Linked DNA regions of Triticum aestivum: region 2 is linked to region 1. Evidence: chromatin contacts called from public Hi-C data. All regions are on one chromosome and are shown on one strand. Each heading gives the region's core, a stretch centred on a gene start, on an enhancer-like site or on the middle of the called end of the contact. The rest is flanking DNA. Distances are from core to core; before and after follow the strand shown.

What was found. A called contact is a pair of places that touch in the nucleus more often than the background predicts.
Region 2: a Hi-C map of leaf shows a contact between it and region 1, with 5 times the contacts expected there. The contact joins the promoter of LOC123105188 here to the promoter of LOC123105187 in region 1. A contact is called at or near these places in 2 of 5 Hi-C or Micro-C datasets (both in leaf).

What each region holds. Positions count from the first base shown.
Region 1 is chr5A:600,340,336-600,343,623 of IWGSC CS RefSeq v2.1, forward strand. It overlaps LOC123105187 (NADH-ubiquinone oxidoreductase subunit 8), which reads right to left and starts at 1,525. Exons shown (of 8, transcript XM_044527200.1): 1 at 1,287-1,525; 2 at 1,050-1,131; 3 at 515-568; 4 at 320-411; 5 at 121-234. The coding sequence starts at 1,340.
Region 2 is chr5A:600,480,839-600,484,126 of IWGSC CS RefSeq v2.1, forward strand. LOC123105188 (5'-nucleotidase domain-containing protein 4) reads right to left here and starts at 1,451. Exons shown (of 17, transcript XM_044527202.1): 1 at 1,042-1,451; 2 at 207-469. The coding sequence starts at 1,186.

The DNA of each region.
Region 1 (3,288 bases), core at 275-2,774:
AAGCATGGCCTGCTATTACTATGGACCGTTTAGAACTCAATTTCATTTGGCAGAAGATAAATTCATATGGTTTGCTAACTAATCCACTACTATTGCGAGATTTAAGAGAACACAACTTACAGCTTCACAGAGTTTACAGGCAATGCAACGCTCTTCCCCAGTATCATAACGTCTGAGAGCATGCTCCCCTCGGAAACGGGGGCTCAAAGGGCCCTTCTCAAATGGATAGTTAATCTACAAGGAGTCAAGATAAAAGAACAGTCAACAGAAGCAAGCACGACAATAAGACTAATAGCATGTGTGAAATTCGCCACTTAACTGTAACTTTCCTCTCGAAGAAGTACTTGAGCGTCAGCATCAAACCACGGACCATTTCAGTCAAAAACAATGTATTGATACTCCTTTCAAACACTGAAGAAAGAGCATTAAAATGAGAGGTGAAGCAGTATCCTAACAGCAACAAGGAAAATAGCCAACATACAATTGTATGCCCATATAAAAAACATATACTCACCAGCACTCCAATCTTTGGCGAGCTCTTTCGCAAGCTGTTCTTTCTCCTCGTCCTCTGATCATTAAAGAGGGCAGCGCTTTCAGAGAACAGTAGCATCGCACAAATTTAAATTCAAGATGCAACTATGCACACACAAAATCATAGCATGGAATTAGTGTTCGAAAGAATAAGGCCAATTAGAATTCGATACTATAGTCCATCATCATCAGCAAATGGCTTTAAGTTGTAAAGAACAGGTTCTCCTAAAACCAACGGGAGGCAGCATGGCACAATTTTTGACCATTTCATACTGGGTGTCAGGCATCAGTGTGCAACTAACTAATACTCTATAACCGAAGATCTGTTCCAAAGAGTTTCAGGTACAACCCTAATTCCTCGCTCACACGCTACCGTATGCACCACAAGATATAGAAAATCAATCACTTTGAACACACGAAATGCATGGAAATGGTAAGGTAGAACCAACATAGCCCGAACCACATTTCCGAAATAATCATAATACCAAAAGCTCAGGAAGAGGGGAGAGGGTGGATACCTTTGAACCTCTTGGGCGCCCCCGCGTCCATGTAGGTCCGGAGGTGGCCCTGCATCGCCGTCGCGGACGGGCCGAGACGCGCCTGAAACACCGGCAAACCACGAATCAGGCGCAAGTCACAGCAAACAGGAGTGCGGGGCGGCGTGCCTCGATCTGAAAGCCGGAGGGCGGACGGCGGAGATCTAGGAGGGCGACGGCGGGCAGGGGAGGCGGGGGAGGGGTAGAAGGGCTGCTCACCGTCTGCCTAGCGCGGAGGGCCATCGCTGCCTGCCGGGCTAGGAGCGCCGCCATGGTGGCGTCGTCGGCGACGAGGAGACGGTGGATTCGGATCGAAAGGGGGTTGAGGTGGACTGTGCACTGTGGTCTCTAGTTAGTGGCTGGGGGATGTCCGGGTGTGTGGAGAAACAGGAACTTACAGGTGGGCTAGGCTGGGCTGGGCTGGGAAGTGCAGCACCGCCCAGAAGACAGGGGGGCCTTCCGTGTGTTCAAGGCACTAGAGGTATAGAAGTGCCCCGTGCCCATCCAAAACGTTCGAGATCGATTGCCTGTTTTTTTTCCTTCTCGCTCGCGAGTTAGGGTTTCTTCTCCCTGGGGCGATCTCTTCGTCGCCATCGAATTCGTTCACCTTCCCTCCCTTGGCAGTGCCATCGGGGCTGATTCGGGCTGATTACGGGGTGGTTCTGGACCATCACCCGGCCTTGGTTGGACCTGACTGGTTACGGGCAGGGAGCTAGGGTTCGTTTACAATGCTCGATCGGATCTCCTTCAGGTTAGGGTTTCAAGAGGATGGCAGAGGAAGGCGCGTCAGCGGCTGCAAGACGCGTCGCAGGCCCCTCTGTCGAGTTGGAGAAGATGATGGCAAAGCTGGGCCTTCGCGATGAGGACTTGGACGACGTCGTCTATGATGAGGAAGCTGCACCGCCGAAGGCGGCTCGGTGGAGCGCCGTGACGCGGGTGCACATAAACAAGGAATATAGCCAATTTTGGCTCTTCAAGAACATGCGAGCGGCATGGGATCTCGCTCAGAACTGCAAGTTTCATCCCTTAGAGGATAATCTCTACACAATACAGTTCTTTTGCTTAGGGGATTGGGAACACGTCATGCAGGACGGCCCGTGGAACTTCCGTGGATCACACGATGATCCTTACGCCCTATGATGGAATCACCCAACCCTCCAAAGTAGCGCTGGACACACTTGATATTTGGGTGCAGATTCATGATGTCCTGGACAAGTACGCCCATCTAGTTCCAGCCTTGGCAGGGAAAGTTGGGGAAGTTCTGTTCGTGGAATCGCAGTCTCAAGACTTCGCCGGCAACTTCTACCGAGTCTGGGTTAAGATCAATGTCTTCAAACCACTCAAGAATGCGGTGTCAATGATTCGCGATGGCAATCGTCAGATATAAAAGGTGAAGTATGAGAAACTTCCTGATTGGTGCGCCGTTTGTGGGCGTCTAGGCCATGTTTTCAAAGAGCACAGTGATGGAGTTCATACACCAGATGCGCTCTTCTTCAAAGACCTGCGGGCTTCCTGGACCATGAGGACGGGGACTGGCCCCGGGGGAGGCCGAGGTCGCCGCGGTGGGCAGGGAGGAGGCCGAGGTGGCCACACCAACAATGCTACTGCGAGAGGGGCGTCGTCTACGGCTCCGGGTTATGATGATCCTGTTGACACTGCTAGCCGTGTGATTGTGGACACTGATATGATGGAGGGTAACAGGAAGCGTCCGGAGAGAGCAAGTCAAAGTGAACAACAATCTGTTGGAGGATCCATAAACAGTCAACTTGCAATCATTCCGGCTGAACTAAATGCAATGAGTCCTCCACCAAAGAGAGAATCAAAAAGGGCAAAGGCGGCTGATGGCAATGAGGAGTTAGGGCGTGTTCTGATCTCCTCCAACTTCACAAATCCAGCTTCCCTAACCAGCTTCTTGCTTCACACAGCGATTCGCAAGTGTTCGACGCCGAGCGTAGCTTCTCGGGTCGCTAAAGCCAAGCTAGGAGGTTGTTGGGCCTAGTTGGGTGCCAGTTTGGGCCGTTGGAGGTAGCCTAGAGAGCCTTTGTACCTATTCGATCGAGAGAGAATGACCAGCGATATGTGTGGGCAACGTACCGATTCGATTACCTTCACTTGGTGGTGGCACTTCCAATGTAATATTGGCTAACTTCAGCTTTTCGTATCGGTGGAGCTGGGCCGACCCTGCTTCACGTTTTGTACTACGCTTGATGGTAGCTTCCTG
Region 2 (3,288 bases), core at 201-2,700, 140 kb after region 1:
ATTCATGGTCCAAATCATGGACTATCACAGGTGGGAATATTGCTCAAAAGTCGAAACAGGTAAAGACATGATGTTGGTACTGTGTTAAATGCAACTATTCAAGTTACTTTGAGGCAACCATGAAATCCTGACACAACAACAGACCCCAAGTCCCTATATCAAATCTAAAATCACATAAAATGGGAGAAGTAACTATTGACATCAACCTCCTCAGGGTAGTTGAGATCCTTCACGAGCTTCTCAATGGTGCCATGGTAAGCAAGGGCCTCGAATGTCTCAGGTTTGTACTGCGCAAGAGTGTAGTCCATATCAAATCCTACTGCGGTGATGTTCCTCATGTTGAGAGACCTGTTGCAGAATATCTGCTTCCCGATGGAAATGCTTCTCGGCTCCACCGACGGCGTTGACCAGATTGCCCCGGTTGAAGCTGGTTCCACAGCGCCGCTATCCATCCTTAGAGCACTGCAGCCTGATACAAGGTGAATAGACCAAAGTACATCAGAGATATCACACTGTAATTCAGTGGTAGAACTCGGTGTTTCAACCAGGAATTCAAGCAAGGTCGGTGAAAGTCTAGCGATCAACCGATCAAAAAACGTGGCATAACTGAAACTCTGCCACATTCAGACTTCCATAACGACACGATCAGGAAACAGGATTTAAACCGCATAATTCAGCCAAACTGAAACGAATTCCAGAGTATACTCAGCAGTTCAGAAAAGAGGCCTGATCAACCCATACATACGAATCCCAAAATCTCATCGTAAACGGATACGAACCACGAAATCCTTTAAGACGGGCACAAAAGCAGAGCAAAGCATACACGATTATGCTTCAGCATTCGCCCATGGACCCGAAACCGGGTTGCCCCTCTACAGCCTAGCACTAGCAGGACTGGCCTCGGATCAAAACCAACATTCTCATATTTACGCAGCACCAAAATTAGAGAGGAACAGACATCGCTAAAATTAAGCGTGCCACCGCGAAACCGACACAGAAAAAAACGCCCGGAATCAACGAATGCTCGTCAGAAGCGCGCACCTCTGGGGGCCGAGGCCGAAGCGGTGGGGGAGGAGCACGAGGCGGGTGACGACGACGAGGAGGAGGAGGAGGCGAAGAAGAGGAGGAGCGGAGGCGAGAGGGGCGCGAGGCGTAGGGCGGCGGCGAGCGGCCTCCTGGAGAGCATGTCGCCTTAAATAGGCGAGCGGGGGTGGTGCGGGTGAGGAGGATGACGGGACGCTGTTGTTGGCGGGCCAGGGGGAGAATAAATGGAGTGGGGGGAATCCGAGGGGGTGGGAGCACCGCCGCGCGGCGGCGCCATCTCACCGGAGGGCGGGCATTGGGCGGCGGGACAAGTGGCGCGGGGATCGGGTGCGGTGCGGTGCGGATTCGGATGCCGCGTGCGTCGGAAGCCAGCAGCGACCGCGGGCGACGGAGGGAGGGCGGAGGGGGGAGGGAGTTCCGGGGGCGAGGGGAGGTGGGGGCTGGAGGCGGGGCCGCGGGGCAATAATGAGGTCGGGTCGGTTCGTGGGTGAGGGAATAACAGAACGGGTGGTTCGGCTCCCCCTCCGGGATTTTCCTCCGGCCACACGCACGCTCGCCGCTCTTGCGCGCACGAGCTTGATTTCATCGTGCTTATCGTGTTATTAGGGTGACACGTGGATACCTTGGATTTTTCTTTTGCAACTGCAAAACAAAATTCTTTAGGTTTTTTAATAATGTACTACTAGAAGTGTACTACCTCCGTCCTGGTTTATTGATTTTCTTCGTATTTTGTGTCAAAGTTTAACCATAGATTTAACTATCAAAATGTCAATGCATTGCATGCCGTGAAAAATTAAATAGATTCATATTTGAACATGGTTTTCGATGATATTATTTTGCTACATATAAATTATATATTATTAGTTTAAACTATGGTTAAAATATGACGCTAAATACAAAGGGACTAATAAATCAGGACGGAGATAGTAGATTATTATTCTTTCAGTGTGAGACGGTTGTGGTGACTTTCGTAAATCTTAAAGCCCCACATTTTTTATTTTGTTTTTGGTAGTAGGTGTTATTTGAATGTGTGTGTGCGCGCACGCGCGTCTACGTTGTAATCGATGTTTTTAAACAAAGCTCGTATGGGCGTGAAACAAGATCTACTAAAACGTAAGGAGTTTGATAACCGGCGAACTTCTGATTTTTAAGAAATCCTAGCGGATGCCTTCGGAACCGTCAGATCCCGATAGAACGCATGGCAATCACCCTGCACAATGTGGCTATTTTTCTGCCTTTTTTGTACTACATGGCAAATTTCGCTTTGGAGCATGACGACAAATCTCTTACAAACAACATGGCAATTTTCTGTTTTGGTATGGCAGTTTTGGACGTTCGTGAGAAAATCTTAAAAATCTGACGTTAGATATTAGGGTAACCTAGATATTAACATTTCTCAAATGTAATATCTGAATTTATACGTGTACATCACATCGGCTCAACACTTGTGTGTTGCTACAATGAACAAATTCTTCTACCATTCATGTCATGTCGAATCATATCAACTAGTGATCTCAAATTTGGTTGTCTAAAACCACTCGCTACTCGATAGCGATGACACCTGATAACTCATCATCTCACCCACTTTGCAACAGATTTTACTACTGGTGTAAAAAGAGAAGGTGATACACGACTGCCTCCACCGACTAGAAGTTATAAGAGTAGAGATAGTACTAATGAAATCAACAGCATTAGAGATACACATGTGCTTACGAGTAGCTTTATTGACATAGAAGTGAGCTTCCAAAATTAATATGGATGGCATACCCTTAATGGAAGACTTTGTGGCATTTGTATACCAATAGGACATTACTTGTCAAGTCAAAATGACCGATAAAACGATATGGATGGTTTTATCGGCAAGACTTTTCTTCTAGTACAACTAGGGAGAACAATTTATATTTGGTTAGGTCAGTTTTGTGCTCGCATAGTTACCGAGTATACCTGTAATTGACACGTAAAAGTTATCGCGTGAGTCATGACAACGACATGTATGATAGTAGTGAATAAGTGGGACTAGGAATATGTAGTCATGAAAAGGAAGATAGGGTTACGATTTGGAATGAGAAGAATTTAGAAGGTGACGCAGAAACGTCGAATACGAAGAATAAACCAAGCGGCGACAAGGATGTTGCGGTTTTATGGAGCCTATGGGCTCAACTTATACAGAAGCATATGCGCACCTAGAAGCTCGTGGAACTAGAATGTCAGATTTTAGTGGGATTTACTAAAATGCAAGGACTT